Linked DNA regions of Xenopus laevis: region 2 is linked to region 1. Evidence: chromatin contacts called from public Hi-C data. All regions are on one chromosome and are shown on one strand. Each heading gives the region's core, a stretch centred on a gene start, on an enhancer-like site or on the middle of the called end of the contact. The rest is flanking DNA. Distances are from core to core; before and after follow the strand shown. Region 1 has its middle 43 kb from the start of ccnl1.S. Region 2 holds the start of tiparp.S (protein mono-ADP-ribosyltransferase TIPARP).

The links. A called contact is a pair of places that touch in the nucleus more often than the background predicts.
Region 2: a contact with region 1 is called in a Hi-C map of the XL177 cell line, with 4 times the contacts expected there. The contact joins the promoter of tiparp.S here to the enhancer-like site in region 1. A contact is called at or near these places in 2 of 4 Hi-C or Micro-C datasets (the XL177 cell line and the XTC cell line).

What each region holds. Positions count from the first base shown.
Region 1 is chr5S:103,599,944-103,603,017 of Xenopus_laevis_v10.1, forward strand. No RefSeq gene overlaps it. Among protein-coding and RNA genes, the nearest start is that of ccnl1.S, 43 kb to the left of the region's middle. Within about 2 kb of position 1,403, at least 1 of the 7 cell types and tissues checked has an H3K27ac peak or open chromatin away from gene starts, as enhancers often do.
Region 2 is chr5S:103,829,449-103,832,446 of Xenopus_laevis_v10.1, forward strand. It overlaps tiparp.S (protein mono-ADP-ribosyltransferase TIPARP), which reads right to left and starts at 1,629. Exons shown (of 6, transcript XM_018265740.2): 1 at 1,473-1,629.

The DNA.
Region 1 (3,074 bases), core at 153-2,652:
ACTTTGCCATCTTCTCCATTGAACAAAAGAGAACAAAAAACAATCTAGTTCTGCACCCTAGCTCTTATTATATATGTGCTCCTCTGGGATTCTTTGTGAGGGCCACTGGGATCAGGTGACTCAGATGCATGTATTTCCAGCAAGCGATAAAGTGGCATTTTTGCCTGGGCAGTTGCAATGGTGATTAGGCTGAACCATTCTTGTGCAGGGAAGTAGTTTGCCCTGGATTCAGGCTGCAGTGCATGCAGAGACATTTTAAAGAGACCCCAGTGAACCCTGAATGTGTAGCAGGTTCTAAAATAAATGCAAAGTTGCTGCTTGAGGGATAGGGTATGTATTTGGATAGGGGAAGGCTGGTGGCTGCTGTTGTAATAACAATAGGGGAAGTTTGGGAAGCCACTGCTAGAGCAGCCGACCACAACCTCTTTATTCAGGAACGAGCTATCAATCTCACGCCAACCTCACGCTGCCATTAAAGAGAACCTACATTTATTTGCTTTGTTTTGCCTCAGTCTGGAAATGATTCCCACTCATGTACCAATGAGATCTGTATATATTCACATTGCCCATCCATTACTGATACAAAGGGGTTATGTAGTATCATTCCCAGTAGGCCAAGTGTTTTTTATAAATAAAGACCCATTGTGAGATGAATGAATGGCTGAGCAGGGACAGAATTTTCCCATTACAGATATCAGGTATTTTAGGCAAAAGCAACATCAGGCAGCCCTAGTGTGCAGCACAAGAGAGAAATTGTTTACCTTGTAAATGTATTGCTCTGAATCCTATAAAGCAAGATGGTGTATTGATTTGAACCCTATATAGCATAATATTGCTCTGAATCCAATAAAGCAAGATAGTGTATTGCTCTGAATCCTATAAAGCAAGTGAGTGTATTACTCTGAATGCTGTACATCAAGTGTAACTTGCACCAGAGGAAGAATCCTTGAGATCGGAAACATGTAGTGCTTCAATAAAACTACATTAATTTACTTTGAACTTTTCTTCATTCTAAATGATATTGCTCTGAATCCCATACAGCAACATAATGTATTGCTCTGAATCCAATAAAGCAAGAGAGTGTATTGCTCTGAATCCTATAAAGCAGGATAATGTATTGCTCTGAAACCCATATACTGTAGTGTGAGATGGTTTTACTCTGAATCATCAAGAGCAAGATAATGCATTGCTCTGAACCAGGGCCGGAACTAGGGGTAGGCAGAAGAGGCAGCTGCCTAGGGCACAACAATTGGGGGGTGCTGGGCAGCTGCCTCTTCTGCCTACCCCTAGACCAGACTCACCTGCTCACCAGACAGAACTTGTGCTCGAGAACGGCGCGCAACGTTGCGTGACATCACTGCGCAGGCAATGGGGGAAGCTGGGGCGAGCTTGCCGACTGGGTTGCCTAGGGCACCTGGCTGGCCTGATCAGCCTCTGCTCTGAACCCTATATAGCATGAGAGGGTATTGCTTGGAATCCTATAAAGCAAGTGAGTGCATTGCTCTGAATCAAATAAAGCAAGATAGTATATTGCTCTGAATACTATAAAGCAAGTGAGTGTATTGCTCTGAATCCTATAAATCAAGATATTGTATTGCTCTGAACCCTATATAGCATGAGAGAGATTTGCTCTGAATCTTATAAAGCAAGTGAGTGTATTGCTCTGAATCCTATACAGCAACATAATGTATTGCTCTGAATCCAATAAAGCAAGAGAGTGTATTGCTCTGAATCCTATATTGCAAGATAATGTATTGCTCTGAAACCTATATAGCATGGGAGGGTATTGCTCTGAATCCTATAAAGCTAGTGAATGTATTGCTCTGAACCCTATAAAGCAACATAATGTATTGCTCTGAATCCAATTAAGCAAGATAGTATATTACTCTGAATACTATAAAGCAAGTGAGTGTATTACTCTGAATCCTATAAATCAAGATAATGTATTGCTCTGAATCTAATAAAGTGAGTGTATTGCTCTGAATCCTATACAGCAAGATAATGTATTGCTCTGAACCCTATATAGCATGAGAGGGAATTGCTCTGAATCTTATAAAGCAAGTGAGTGTATTGCTCTGAATCCTATACAGCAACATAATGTATTGCTCTGAATCCAATAAAGCAAGAGAGTGTATTGCTCTGAATCCTATATTGCAAGATAATGTATTGCTCTGAACCCTATATAGCATGAGAGGGTATTGCTCTGAATCCTATAAAGCAAGTGAATGTACTGCTCGGAACCCTATAAAGCAAGTGAATGTATTGCTCTGAACCCTATACAACAACATAATGTATTGCTCTGAATCCCATACAGCAGCATAATGTACAGTATTGCTCTGAATCCAATAAAGCAAGAGAGTGTATTGCTCTGAATCCTATAAATCAAGATAATGTATTGCTCTGAATCCTATAAATCAAGATAATGTATTGCTCTGAATCCTATAAATCAAGATAATGTATTGCTCTGAATCCAATAAAGCAAAAGAGTGTATTGCTCTGAATCCTTTAAAGCAAGATAATGTATTGCTCTGAATCCTATATAGCATGAGACGGTATTGCTCTGAATCATATTAACCAAGATAAAATGTATTGCTCTGAACCCTATATAGCATGAAAGGGCATTGCTTAGAATCCTATAAAGTAAGTGGGTGTATTGCTCTGAGTCCTATAAATCAAGATAATGTATTGCTCTGAATCTAATAAAGCAAGATTGTGTATTGCTCTGAATCCTATACAGCAAGATAATGTATTGCTCTGAACCCTATATAGCATGAGAGGGTATTGCTCTGAATCCTATAAAGCAAGATAATGTATTGCTTTGAATAGAATAAAGCAAGTGAGTGTATTGCTCTGAATCCTATAAATCAAGATAATGTATTGCTCTGAATCTAATAAAGCAAGAGTGTGTATTGCTCTGAATCCTATGCAGCAAGATAATGCATTGCTCTGAATCCTATATTGCATGAAAGTATATTGCTCTGAATTCTATAAAACAAGATCTAACTCTTGAAGGTAGCAGGAAACATGCTCCTGTGTGTAAAAACAAAAACAGTAAGTTGGGGAACTAAAATAAA
Region 2 (2,998 bases), core at 379-2,878, 230 kb after region 1:
AGTGATGGATTTCCTCTTTAAGGTCTAAAATATGGCCAGAGTGGGACTATTATCTCCCTAAATTACATTGATTGATGTTGCTGCATCCGAATGAATGTGTATATATCTCCTGTAAATGGAGAAGAAATACAATTGGACTGTGAGAAACAGGTGCACTTTAACATTGAATACAATGGACACTTTCAGGAATGCAAACTTGGGGCCATTCACCTTTCAATGGCACTATATAAATAAAAACATCTATACATGCATACATACAGCTCCCTGCCTTCCCCCTAAATCCTCCAAGCCAAAGCAATGTAGAGATCTGTAGTTCTCTTCAGCTGGTGGGCTGGATGTTTGACATTCTGTCGGCCTATTGTGTCTTCAAGTATCCGAGTACGTGCGATTTACCAAGTGGGATTAGGGCAGACAAGGAATGTGTTGAGCGGGGAGGGAACAGGCAAAGCGGGGATCATAAGACTCCATTTGCTCTAGTTGATAGCAGTGGCGGTTGGAAATGAGCTTCTAATTACAAAACAAAGGAGGCAAATGGTGCAGTATCACACTAGGCATGGAAATCATTTAATTACACCCAGTGATCTCTAGCTAGCACTATAAAATTAGTGCTTATCTCTTTTATTATCTGTACAATAAACTTCGAAGCTGGAGTTGGACCTGCTGACCATCTGCAACACTGTCTTAAAAAACAGGGGCTCTTCCCCAATTGCCTTAGAGCACATTCCCATATGCCTAAGTAAAGTTTGACATCATTAAAGGGGAACTTACCCTAAACCCTCTTTTTAACAGGATTACCATTATTTGTAACTGCAATAGCAGTTGAAAACGGTGTTTATCCCTTTCTGTTTTTCCGGTTCTGACTCCTGAAACAATGTAACAGAACAGTTTTCCTCCGGGTCTATTAAAATCAGCTGGGCTCTGGCGCAGAGAATAGAAACAGCCAGGAGCAAATATACAGATCACTATAGAAATGTTGAAATACATGAATATTGGGCAGTTGCTTAGAATGAGATTTCCATTCAATTAAGCAGGTTTGGCTAGAGAACCCCCTTTTAGGCATTATTATTGAACTTCAACTCAGCCCCTGAGTGAGCAGAAGGAAAGTCAGAAAGGTGTGGGCCCTGGTCCTACTGCTCACTGTCTAATGTCAAGCAACTATTCCGCATAATAAGTGGACCCGAGCGAATCCCTTTGTTCTGGGTGAAGATCACCAGCGGTTGCCCATAACCAATGGAAGAGGGAGAGCTCGGGGCCAAAGAACAAGGGGCAGGGGCGCAACCTGTGGATCAGGACCAGGGGGTAGAAGATCAATTTCTTTATGAAACTTGCCAGGACATTCCGTTTCCATGCAGCAGATTCCTTTAGATCCCAGGTAAGTCCACAACTTGATATAATCACACTACGCGGAGGGGCTTCAGGCGGGGGAGCTGTCCATACACCGCTGAACTAACCGAAGGCAAAGAGACACTTACCCGCCAGTGCCGGGGCCAGGCTGAGTTCCTTGTCCCCTGGCTGAGCCTCTGTTCTACAGGGAGGTGGGAGGGATTCCTAGCCCCGCTCTCGCCTGCTGCTCCCTACGTGACAAGCTTCCCATTACAGCAGCTCAAGTCCAGTCCTGATCCCTCACGTGGAACATTATTAAATATCTCCTGCCGCAAGCCACGCCCACACGAGGCTGCACGACTCAAGAGAGGAGCATAAGGGGAGCAGGAGGAGACACTCTCCATTGAGCCGCGGGACAGCCTGTATTACTGTACTTCCTCCTGGAGCTTATACTGCCATCTGCTGGACACTGTCTCACCTGCACGATACTTTCATTCATAGGCTCTGTATATGCTGCACTGAGCTGCTTGTGTCCGAGGGTTGCCAGGTTGGCTGTTTTCCAGCCAAATTGGGCTACTAATTTAAAGCCCAGGCGGGTTTTGAAAATACAAAATAGCCAATGTACGGATGTAGGCTACTTTTTGGCTGGTTTGTACTTTGGAAACCAGCCAAAGTTTTTTCTTGCTCTAATGTGCCAAGCTTGTGTCTCCCTCCCAATGCATGTTGGGTAATGTTTTTTGTCTAACAATTTGCCAACTGCCAAGTATAATGTAAGACTACAATACCCAGCATGCAATGGGACTGACTTCTGTAGAAGTCGGGAGTTACCAGACTTTGGGCTCCGTCCCTCTTAAGCATTCTCACGTTTTCCAGTGACTTTCCTCAATTTCAGACAACTTTGGGACGAAAATCTGCTGGCCACCAAAATGTCTAGAGGTTGACCTGTTATACCAATATATATTGAAATTGTATGGGGCCCCTATACCTCCTGGGCCCCCCTCTGTAGTTATGCCCCTGGTGACGGGCTAATCTGTCCCATTTTGCTTCATGGGAAACAGGGAAAATTTTAAAAAGGTGTTTTTTAACATAAATTATTTTTTAGAATTTTTTCACTGCAAAAATTGTGCTATTTTTGGGCTACTGTTGAAGTGCCTCTCGGCTGGTTTTGGGCTGGTTTTGAAAATTAGACCTGGCAACCCTGTTAATGGGTCCTCACTCTACTTCCGTCTGTAAGCTCTTCTGACAAATTTATTTGTAAGTTGTTATGACTTGCCTTTGTATCACCCTACTATACAGACTATGTTCAGGATGTGACCTACTTTATATACATGATGTCATTCTTCAGTTTTGATTCAAACATGCATTTTTTTTCTTTACCTTTGTTTTCTCTATTTCTGAGCTCAGTACAACTATTACTATTCCACTACTTCCAATAGGGTGTATTGCTCTGCCAGATCCATTTCTATTACATCAATAATAATTAGGGATGCCCCGAATCCAGGATTCAGTCCGGGATTCGGCCTTTTTCCAGCAGGATTCGAATTCGGTTGAATCCTTCTGCCGGGCCGAACCGAATCCAAATCCTAATTTGCGTATGCAAAGTAAATAATGTTTTCCCCTTCCCACCACTAATTTGCAAATGCAAATTAGGATTTCGGATTCGGTTCGGTATTCA